Linked DNA regions of Zea mays: region 1 is linked to region 2. Evidence: chromatin contacts called from public Hi-C data. All regions are on one chromosome and are shown on one strand. The core of a region is the stretch at or near the end of the contact, and the rest is flanking DNA. Distances in the headings are between cores, read along the strand shown. Region 1 holds the start of LOC100274121 (GDSL esterase/lipase). Region 2 holds the start of LOC100193487 (protein SYS1 homolog).

Evidence for each region. Hi-C and Micro-C count contacts between places; a contact is called where the count stands out from the background.
Region 1: a contact with region 2 is called in a Hi-C map of leaf, with 4 times the contacts expected there. The contact joins the promoter of LOC100274121 here to the promoter of LOC100193487 in region 2. A contact is called at or near these places in 3 of 25 Hi-C or Micro-C datasets (bundle sheath, leaf and tassel).

What each region holds. Positions count from the first base shown.
Region 1 is chr8:144,805,117-144,811,177 of Zm-B73-REFERENCE-NAM-5.0, forward strand. It overlaps LOC100274121 (GDSL esterase/lipase), which reads left to right and starts at 3,571. Exons shown (of 4, transcript NM_001148499.1): 1 at 3,571-3,866; 2 at 3,975-4,135; 3 at 4,227-4,487; 4 at 4,641-5,352. The coding sequence starts at 3,608. The coding sequence ends at 5,123.
Region 2 is chr8:144,667,764-144,673,894 of Zm-B73-REFERENCE-NAM-5.0, forward strand. LOC100193487 (protein SYS1 homolog) reads left to right here and starts at 1,591. Exons shown (of 3, transcript NM_001309880.1): 1 at 1,591-2,074; 2 at 3,123-3,349. The coding sequence starts at 1,851.

The sequences.
Region 1 (6,061 bases), core at 2,321-4,820, 140 kb after region 2:
CTTCTATCAGGCCGGTCAGTGGAGCGGCGAAGTGACTGCGGTCACTTCGGCTCTGTCGACTGAAGGGCGCGCGTCAGGATAAAGGTGTCAGGCCACCTTTGCATTAAATGCTCCTTCGATTTGGTCGGTTGGCGCGGCGATTTGGTCAGGGTTGCTTCTTGGCGAAGACAGGGCCTCGGGCGAGCCGGAAGTATGTTCGTCGCTGGAGGGGGCCTTGGGCGAGACGGAGATCCTCCGGGGTCGGCTGCCCTTGCCCGAGGCTGGGTTCGGGCGAGGCGTGATCGAGTCCCTCGAATGGACCGATCCCTGACTTAATCGCACCCATCAGGCCTTTGTAGCTTTATGCTGATGGGGGTTACCAGCTGAGAATTAGGAGTCTTGAGGGTACCCCTAATTATGGTCCCCAACATTGCCATTTCTCGAGGATGGAGTCTTAGACAACTTGATGTTCAGAATGCCTTCCTTCATGGCTTTCTCGAAGAAGAAGTTTATATGCAGCAGCCACCAGGTTTTGAGGATCCATCCAAGAAAGAGTATGTGTGTAAGCTTGACAAAGCTCTTTATGGGCTTAAACAAGCACCAAGAGCATGGTACTCTCGTCTTAGCTCAAAATTAATAAGTCTTGGCTTCTCACCATCAAAGGCTGATTCATCCTTATTCTTCTATAACAAGGGTAACACTATAATTTTTGTGCTTGTTTATGTTGATGATATAATTGTTGCAAGTTCTATAGAAGCAGCCACCGCAACATTGTTGAAAGACCTAGAGGAAGAATTTGCACTTAAAGATCTTGGTGACCTTCACTATTTCTTGGGAATAGAGGTAAACAAGGTACGTGATGGAATTATTCTCACCCAAGACAAGTATGCTTCAGATTTATTGAAAATGGTAGGAATGTCAGATTGCAAACCAGTCAGCTCGCCACTATCCACCAGTGAGAAGCTATCCTTGCATGAAGGATCTTTACTAGGCAACAATGATGCAACTCGGTATAGGAGCATAGTTGGGGCCCTACAATATTTAACTCTCACTAGGCCTGACATTGCCTTCTCAGTTAATAAGGTATGTCAGTTTCTACATGCTCCTACAACTGTTCACTAGGCTGCAGTAAAAAGAATTCTCAGATATATCAAACAATGCACAAAGTTAGGGCTGCATATACATAAGTCACCCTCAACCTTGGTAAGTGCCTTTTCGGATGCAGACTGGGCTGGTAGTATTGATGACAGAAAATCAACGGGAGGCTTTGCAGTGTTTCTAGGTTCAAATCTCATTTCTTGGAGTGCTCGCAAACAACCCACAGTGTCTAGATCCAGCACTGAGTCAGAATATAAGGCTATTGCCAATGCAACAGCTGAAATTATGTGGGTACAAATCTTACTTAAAGAGCTAAATATTAACAGTCCGAGAATAGCTAAACTTTGGTGTGATAACCTGGGAGCAAAATATTTATCAGCTAATCCCGTCTTTCATGCTAGAACCAAGCATATTGAGGTGGATTATCATTTTGTAAGAGAGAGAGTTTTACAAAAGTTATTAGAAATAGATTTTGTCTCCTCCCAAGATCAAGTCGCAGATGGCTTCACCAAAGCATTATCGGTCAGACTACTGGAAAACTTCAAAGTCAATCTCAACCTAAAACGGTTATGATTGAGGGAGGCTATTAGAATAGATATGCAATGTATTCTATATCCATGTATATCCTGTACTCGGGTAACAACCTACTGCTACTTTATTGGCTAGATATGCTTGCTTAGGAATAGATGAAGGTTGTTACTCAAGTATATCTGTTGTATAGCCTTGCGCACCGGGCGCCTATATAAACACGCACGCGGCCCCTAACAGGGTAAGACGCTTCACCTGCCCTCTGAATATTTACAGTACCTTTTTTAAAATATAACAGGAATGCTGAAATTATAAAAGTGACAAAATTTCTGTTAAGCAAAAGTAGTGACATAATTATTTCAGATAATTTTGTCACTTCTGTTATACGTGTGATGCACGTATTTTTTATAAATATAAAATACTTATAATTTCAGCATTTCTGTTACATTTTAGTAAAATTGTGGTCTCAATTTACCGCACAGTTGTTTTCTTCAACTTATATATAATTGAATGTTGAGATGCACTTGCTCATCTCTGACAACTTATGCATTATGTAAGCTCTTCACCCTTCCTCGAGAAGAATTTCTCATTGACGATTTCACCAACCACCTGAAACGGAAACTGCCACCTCCGGTGATCAGGCTTCACTACATGCACGTTTTAACTTATGGTCTTAGAATGTCTTTAATTATCATTGGTTCATTACTCACGGTACTACTGAAATATTACTCAGAAACATGTTTTAACTTATGGTCTTAGAATGACTTGAATTACCATTGGTTCATTACTCATGGTACTACTGAAATATTACTCAGAAAATTCAATAGTATTTTGAAATGTGTTCCTTTATTTTCATCATCCCGTCCAATATACCGTGCCATACCTGATACTTTGCACGTAAAATAAACCAATGTATATCATGTATACGAAGTTCCTTTTTGTCTCATTGAACCATAATCACAATGTTTCAGCCATAATCTAGAAAAAATGATTTCCTTTTTTGTCTCATTGAACCATAATCACAATGTTTCAGCCATAATCTAGAAAAAATGTTTTCCTTTTTTGTCTCATTGAACCATAATCACAATGTTTCAGCCATAATCTAGAAAAAATCTTTTCCTTTTTTTGTTTCATTGATCCATAATCACAATGTTTCAGCCATAATCTAGGAAAAAAGTTTTCGTGGGTTAGACTTAAGACTACGAAATGAACTTTTACTTAATATAAAGTCATAATGATTGAAATTTAATAGTGATAACACTTTAAATCTGCAACCAGTACAAAATAAACTTTTTACTTAATATAAAGTCATGGTTGAATTAAGCAATTCTGAAGTTGTATCATATATAGCAACCAGATTTGTCTGCTCCAGAACAAGCTACTATTCTATCTTTTGTATATACATATATAACCTACAATATATATATAAATAGTTTGCTAAATTATCATTTATATTATGAAATGTGTATGTACAACCTCAAACCAACGTAATATTGTTATGACTTATATTACTGTTCTTTCTCACACGCGCAAAGCGCGCGCCATTTACTAATATATAATATAAGATATAAGCCAGAGCACGTTTACGCCTGTCTCCCGCGGCTATTGTAATATCATTAAATTTCGTATACGCACAGCCTGATGCCGTGACTCCGCTTATTTTAAACAACGTACTACGGTGACGTAAGGTTGACGTAGGATTTATGTATGTCCATAGAAATTGTCAGATCCATGCGTTGATTATCGCTGTTGTATCGCTTTCAGGCAATCGAAAAAAATCTACTGATTGCGTCATTGGGTGCGTGCTTTACTGCCACAGGACTAGTACACGTCTACACCTACCCCTTTGGTCATATTGACTGGATCGACTGACACGTCACTAGTTTCTGTTCCCTTTTTCGAGGAACGGCACGAGCCACAGCAAATAGTCAGCTGTACTGCACTGCAGTACCAGCAAGCGGTGGGCTAGAGCGTAAGCGTAGAAGCAGGCAGCCAGGCAACGATGGAGATGCGGGTTGTTCTTCTGCTTTGCCAGGTGATATGTATGCAGGCGGCGGTCATCGGCGCCGTCGCCGCCGCCGCCGGCGCTCGGCCACCGGCGATGTACGTGTTCGGGTCGTCGATACTGGACGTGGGCAACAACAACTACCTGCGGGGGCCGGCCGTCGGCAGGGCCAACAGTCCCTACAACGGCGTCGACTTCCCGGGCTCCATCCCCACCGGAAGGTTCAGCAACGGCTACAACATCGCCGACTACGTCGGTGTGGATCTCACTCCCTGCTATGCTAAACTTTATTGATCATGCGCGCGCGCTTGTGTATGTTTATGTCCTGTTGAAAACATGCACTGCTCTGCTTTGATGTCTGCAGCAAAGAGCATGGGATTCGCGTGCAGCCCTCCTCCCTACCTGTCGCTAGCACAGGCACCGGCACCGGCACCGGCACAGAGCTCCGGCCCTGACCTGGCCCAGACGGCTCTCACCATTGGCATCAACTATGCTTCTGGAGGAGCAGGCATCCTTGACTCCACTGTAAGTATTCCACGTATCGCCGGCCGGATCATCATATACATGTGGTGACCGTAAGTTTATACAGAGATTGCAATTTTATACGCGTATGCAGAACGCCGGGAACACGATCCCGTTGTCGGAGGAGGTGAAGTACTTCGGCGCCACCAAGGCCAAGATGGTCGCCGCAGCGGGCCCCAGCGCGGTGAACCCACTGATCTCCAGGTCCATCTTCCTCATCGGCATGGGCAACAACGACCTGTACGTCTTCGGGGCTTCGGAGCGGGCGCGGAACAGGTCAGACGCAGAGCAGCGGAGGGACGCCGCCGCCGCGCTCTACGCCAGCCTCGTCTCCAACTACTCCGCCGCCGTGACGGTAGGTAGTACAGAGATAGCTAGCCCATTATTTTTTTTCCTTCTCCCCATTCATTATTCAGCACTGTAGCGTGTAACAATATATATATATATATATATATATATATATATATATATATATATATATATATATATATATATATATAATATGCAGGAGCTGTACTCGTTGTCGTTGGGCGCCAGGAAGTTCGCCGTCATCAACGTGTGGCCGCTAGGATGCGTGCCGGGGGAGCGCGTGCTCAGCCCGACGGGCGCGTGCTCCGGCGTCCTCAACGACGTCGCCGGCGGCTTCAACGACGCCCTGCGCTCCCTGCTCATCGGCCTCGCCGAGAGGCTGCCGGGCCTCGTCTACGCCCTCGCCGACTCCTTCGGCTTCACGCTGGACGTCCTGGCGGACCCGCGCGCGTCAGGGTACACCGACGTCGCAAGCACGTGCTGCGGCGGCGGGCGGCGGCTGGGCGCGGAGGCCTGGTGCACGCGCAGCTCCACGCTCTGCGTCGACCGTGACCGCCATGTCTTCTGGGACCGTGTCCATCCGTCCCAGCGGACTGCGTTTCTCTTGGCGCAAGCGTTCTACGACGGACCGCCCAAGTACACCACTCCTATCAACTTCATGCAGCTCGCCCACTCAAGCTAGTGATGATATGGTTCATGCATATCTGATACTACTTAACAATACATCGGTCACTTTGTAGAGAAAGGGCGCGCCGCCTGCTACTAGCAGAGAAAGGCAATTATTAGCCGTTAATATAAGGGCCTATGTGTTCACGACCGACATAATCTTGGGTGTCATCCAGCATAGCCACTTTCCACCGAATCGGCCAGACCGGATTTGCAAATGTTATCAAATCTTATAATTTGAGTTCAACATTGTGTTCCCTTTATCATTATGTTGGTCCCTCTTGCCCCTACCACTGCTCCTACAGTGCACATAGACTGCAGTAGGATATGACCTCAGTCTATAGTCATATCAACTTTTCTATTTCAGAATTAACTTATTTCAGAATTAACTAATTCATGCGAATTTATTTCAACGCATATAAATCATATAATATGATTTTTTATTGAATTAAAAATTACAAAGTGCATAATAATTAAAATAAAATTACATGACAATTTAAAGATACATAATAATTAATAGAAAATTACAAAGTGCATTGTAGTAGATCGACGGACTGACTGTAGAATCAACTGTCTTATATGTCGCATCCAAATCGGCATCACGCTTGTCATTGATGATCATATTGTGCTAAATGACACATTCAACTTCTTCACTTGAGTTTGTGTTCGAGAAAGACATGACGTCAAGATGGGTAGAAAAGACGAGTTTGGAAGAGAGAAATGAGATGAAATGGTGTGTGGAATGAGCTTTACCCCGGTAGAGGTATTTATAGAGGGATTGATAATGAAATTTGTGAATTTTTACATTTTTTTTTGAATTTTTTGGACTCTAAACGATAAAAGCGGCTAGTTACAACGACTATCACACGTGGACCAACCAAATCGCGCCATGTGGACCAATCAGCTCGCACCAGCTCGCTCTCGCCTCGACGCACGAGCCTGGCCAATGTCTCG
Region 2 (6,131 bases), core at 341-2,840:
AACCAGCACATTGAAGACACAAAGAGCTACACCAAACATCCATACATTCATTGCAACATCTCCCAAGATTTCAAAGCTACACAAGCATCGCATTCGATCGATTTGAGTTAGAGAGACTTAACGCCTTGTGTTCTTGAGTTGTTGCGAGTATAGATGGCCAATAAGCACGAGACCCGCGAGCCCGGCACGACCCGGTTCTATGCGGCCCCAGGCCGACCCGGCACGAATAAGTGGGTTGGGCACGGACAGGAAACTAGGAATGGTGGGCTGCACGACCCGTTTACCTCTAAGCCCGTTAAGCCCGCTTTTTGCACTAAAACGTGCTTACCGGCCCACTTAGCCCGCTTTTCCGTGCTAAACGGGCCAAGGCCCGATGCGGGCCGGGCTCGGACAGAAAATCGAGCCCGTGGGCTTAGACGGACCGGCTCGGTTTTCTAACCGTGCCTGGCGGGCCGGGCCCAAAATAGGCCAGGCTTCACCGGGCATGGGTCGAGCCGGGCTGGGCGACCCGTTTGGCCATCTCTAGTTGCGAGTTCTTGTGCTCTTGTTCTTGAGTTTCATTCTCACTCTTAACCTCATTCTCACATTTGTAAAGCTAGCAAGAGACGCCAAATTGTGTGTGATCCTTGCGGGACTAAGTGTCCTTCGAGATTGAGAAGAAAGCTCAATCGGTGTAAGTGACTATTTGAGAGAGGAAAAGGGTTGAAAGAGACATGTTCTTAGTAGACTCCTCAATGGGGACATATGTTCTTCAGAGCCGAACCTCGGGAAACAAATCGCCATGTTCTTTGTGCTTGATCTTCATTTCCGATTTGCTTATTCCTCTCCGCTCTCTCTCTCGTTCTCTGGCTTGTGTTTAATCATATATCAAATTGAGTTACTCCCAAGTAATTGCGCATTCATTTGAGCAATTCTAAGCAAGAAGAACACTTTTCCCTTGCTCCAATTATTCTTATTTTCATTCTAACGCTAATCAGAGGCAGACATTTGTGTTTTAAGTTGTAAATTTCACGTTTCCTCTATTCACCCCTCGCACATATATTTTGTGCGATTAATTTTTCAAAAAACTAGGAGTTGATATAGAGTTACCGGAGAGGAATTTTATTGTCATGCAAAAAAATCAAGATTAACAATGCGATTTGAAAACTCTTGGAAAATATACAGATAGAGTTCTCTATTTATTTTATTTATTAATTAACATAATCATCGTTTTACCAAAATGATTTTAAGAAGTTTATGCTCCTATCCTAAGTTTTACTCATGTTTCTTTTTGCCAATGAATACCAATGTCTCCTTAAAAATAAAAATAGTTTCAACTTTGCGAAATGAGTGAAACTTACAGAATTACAGAAACACCCGGGAATATTATTGTTCCGGCACACGGCTGGGCTGGAGCAATCACAAGCATAATATATATGGATGGGAGATTTGATATTTGGAACCTAATTTGTACGTTTTTCAAGATTTATTTATTATAATAATATATAGAGTTACTATACGTCATTGACATATGGATGAGAACCTGAAAAATAAGAATTGCATACCAAATCTTAAAATTTGTCTCCTTTCCCACAAGTCCCCGAGAGCAGCCGCGAAGAGAGATCCCGCGCTCAACCACCGATTCTCGGCCGCGGCCTCCCTCGGCCCCTCCTTGATCCCTTCCTCCTTCCCTTGGTGGCCGCCGGGGACGGGGAGCGAAGAAGCGTCCCTTCCTTCCCTCCGTTGGTCGCCGGGGAGGAGGAGTGAAGAAACCTCCCTTCCTCTTCCCCTCCGGTGGTCGCCGAGGACGGGGAGCGAAGAAGCCTGTTTTCCTCCTTCCGTCCGGTGGTCGCCAGGGACGAGGAGCGAAGATGTTCTATGGGGCCATGGTGTGGGATCCGTGGCTGATCGTGTCGCAGATCGTGTGCCTGCAGTGCCTCTACTACTTGTCGCTGGGCGTCGCCATGGCGCTCCTCGTCGGCACCCGCGTCCCGCGACTCACCCTCCTCTACCTCTTCGACTTCTCCACGCTCACCCCGCGCACCCCCACAGGTTGGTGCGCCATCGCATCATTCCTCCTCGCCGCCGTCACTGGGTACGCCACAGCTCCCTAACCCCACTCTCATCCACTTGGTTCGTTCGAAACTGGAATGGATTCTTCTGGAAGTAGTCAAAACGCGAAATATGCCTGTCGCACGCGTGCGCGCTGTGGCTTATCGCTTCCGAGTGCAAGAACTACTCTTGTCAATGGAAAGTTAAACGGGCTGTGTTGCCAGGTGATCAGATCTGTACGTTTAGGGCAGCCACATTGTGAATTGCAAATTTCAGTTTCAAGATCATTATAAATTGATATTTCTTTAAGCACTAGTTAAGTGCAAGAGCTCAGCCGTATCCTTGGAGTAATTGGTATTGAGATATGTAGAAAGTAGTGTGTATAAAGGTTTTGGTGTTATTGTCATGAGCCTATTCATGTTGTCATCCATTGTTTAGTAGCTCCTACTATATGTATTATGAAATACTCATAGGTGTTCTAGTGTGCTTGAGAGTAACAGATACCGTAGTCTTGTGGATTGCCTATTCTTGAGCCATACACCATTACATGCTTATATAAAAAATAAATGGCACCAACATATTGCACATTTGTTAAATACTTTTCTGATGAATGTGAATAAGCAGACCGTCTGCAAAAACATGCTCCCCTGCATTCATTCTTTTCTGACAGGATAGTGGCAGTAGATACAACGGACAAGGTAAAGAGGAAAACACATTTTTTTGCTGTCTAATTAGACAGTACCAACCTTTGCAATTCACTATTTTTCTTAATATCTGGTGTCCAATGTATCTATTTTGAATTAAAGCATCTTGAGCAAGTACCAAAACAGCAGAATACAAATTGTTCTTTTCTGGTAATAAGTATTTTTAGAGTCTAGCTACTCGGATTAGCCCATTTTTTAGACACTATCTTTCTTCTGGATAATTTTGTAAGCTGAAGCAACAATATGAAGGATAAAATAATGATTTTGATCTCATTTTTAGCTTTGACAGTTTGGTGTTATTTATTGCTTTTCAAGTTTTGTAGCTCTTCTTTGTTTTGGTGAGAAATGATTTATCGCTAATGTTGCTTCCATGCTTTGCTTGAGCAGAGCTGGGTTCATGCTTTATGTGATTGAGCGAGCCAAAAAGTGCCTGGACTTTGCAGCAACACTCTACATAATCCATCTCTTCATTTGCATTGTTTATGGTGGATGGCCAGCTTCAGTTACATGGTGGGTTCTTAATATAACTGGTTTGGCAACCATGGCTCTCCTGGGTGAATACCTATGCATCCGGCGGGAGTTGAAAGAAATTCCAATATCACGGCTTCGTGCAAGTAAGTATTTCATTCATATTAAAAACCTTTTTATTTCCTTTGGATTCTTTGTTTGTACATGTAGACTCCATTCCAATGTATTTGCATACCTAGTTAGCCTCACTTATTTTTCAGTGTGCAAGAGTCTGGTTCAGGAAGAATTTTACATTGAATTGAAAGTTAACATATGCTTACAATGAACTCTGAAGCAATGAACATGTTACATTTTTAATAAGGTTACATTCCACCATTTTTCTAGAAAAATTAATTTTGCAACTTAACTGTGTTCAAATACTTTATCTGGCCACTAAAAGACCTCACACTGTACTAGTGTAGTGGTGGGACATATTGTGTCAATAATTCAATATAATATAATGTGAACATTCTGAAGAGATTTCTGGCCTGGTAATTTCACTGATAGACCTATAGAGAAGGGAGTGCGAATGTTCAAGTAGAGAGAGATATAACAAGTGTATGCTCACTGCTCAGACATGCTCAACTAGGGTTGTTTATTTGGCTAATGGCTTTACATTTGATGTGCCATATAGTTTGTTGCGCTAATGTGAAATGTATGCCAAGTTGCCAGTGGCATCAACAAGTCAGTACTCAGTACTGACAATTTGTCTCCTGATCCTCGTCACCTGTATGGGGGTAGTTTAGTTTGAAGCGATGACATGATACAGGACCTGGTTTTCTTGTTTGGATCAACTTATTTAAGTACTGGCTGCAGTATAATGATATCCCTGCTATGGCATTTAAGATGTTGCTTCTTTCTTTCTTATTTTATGACGAACGAAGTAATCTTCATCAAACCATAGATGTGCTGAAGCTTAAGTTTAACTGACATTTTCATTGATATTTTTTAATTACAATTGTGTTGGTGTTCACCAGAGTGGTTCTCCTGAAAGTTCTGACTAGCTGTACTTTGAGGAAAAAACAGTAGTTCCTGGCCATTCGCTGAGTTAGGGTTCCTCCCCTGAGTGATCCTCCTGAAAAGGAAAATGCTCCGGATACAATCATTTGAGTATAACTCAAATTCTTTTCTCGAACATGCAGGAGAGCTGCATATCATTCATAATAAGAACAAAAAAGGTGTATGAGAAACAATAAAACAACATAGACAACACCACAGCACAACCTGACACACATAGCCACAACAAGCCCACACACACACTCACTATTAGACACACACAGCCACAATATGTCCACACACTCTCAAATAAGGGACGGACAACCAAGGAGCCAACAATTAGGCAACACCACTATCTGTTCAGTCAGCAAGGTGCTGCCCCTAGTACCCACTACACCCCATAACCTTACTTCTTGGAAGACTGAAGCAGGATAACCTGCAGATTAGGCAAAGCACCGATGATGCCCCTAGCACCCACTACACCCCATAACCTTCGCTAGGATATCCTGCAGATTAGGCGAAGCACCATCAAAGACACACCACCGATTCCAATGGGTCCAAAGCGACCAGGCTCCAAAAAGAATTAAGGAATTAAGCGCCTGCCTATCCTGAACAGCAGCAATCTCACTAGATCAAGGGAAGGCCCAGCCAGGTGGGGAGCAACTGAGCAAGGTTCTGCAGTCCAAATTTCTGGAAGAGTTCAAACCAGAAAGCCCTAGAGAAGACACAAGAAACCAGTAGGTGACTGATGGTTTCCTCTTCCTGATCACACAACAAACATTTCTTGTGATGCAAGACCCATCCGAGTAAAACGATCTGTAGTCCAGCACTTTCTGTGCATGACCAACCACATGAAAAAACGGCATTTGTTAGGAGCCCAGGTTCTCCAAATACACTCCCATGGACTAAATTAAATGGTGCCTTGAAAGAGACCATCATAGCTGGTTTTGCAGTGTAAACACCGGAAGCAGTGAATTGCCGTATGTGTTTGTTTTCTGACCGAGGCTGTAAAACGACTTGAGGAAGAATGTCCCAAAGATTTAAGAATTTCGCGAGAACCCCCAGCAGGAAGTGCACCTTGCAGGTCACCAGTCCAAGTATTATTAGTAAGATTCTGTAATACTCTACACTCATTGGCTCTTCTTTTGGGCACCAAAGTAAAGAGCAGTGGAGCAAGGTCCTCAATTTTCTGCCCATGAATCCATCTATCTGTCCATAAAAGAGTACGGGCGCCATTGCCAACCTCAGTGCAGACTGCTATAGAGAAATAGCTGACACAGGAATGAACTTGAACCTGGAAAGAGCAGGGTCGGTCAGGTTATGTTTTCTTTAACTAGAGCTAGCGCATTCACAATGGCCATCCTATTCATTGCAGGTCGGAGATGCCAAGGTCCCCAAGGTCAATTGGGTGACAAGTTTTAACCCAAGTCAGAAGGCAATGACCACCAGGGTTTTCAAATCGTCCGATTTATCGCGATTAATCGGTCTGGTCGGTCAAACGTAGCCGATTACGGTCACCAACCCGATTAGGTGGCCTAATCATCCAGATGTCCGATTTATCGTCCCTTAATCGCGATTAGGTGGCCTAAATTTAGAAAGCAAATGCTGCCATGCATCATTACTGACTCGTCATTTTCTGGATCTGAAACAGTATATGTATATAAAATAAATTTGATATTTGGTATGGTTGAGTGCCCACGTGTTTCCTTGCTAATTATCATAGTAAAAACATCACTGAAACGCCATGTTATCTCCGTTTCAACCCAGTTGTTCATCAGGGAAATCAATAATATTAGAGTTCTTATCTACCCCTGCTATAATAATACCAGCATGGTTAATGGTTGAAAAATGTCATCTGTTAGAATAAATGTATCTTTTAGATTGGTCAACTAT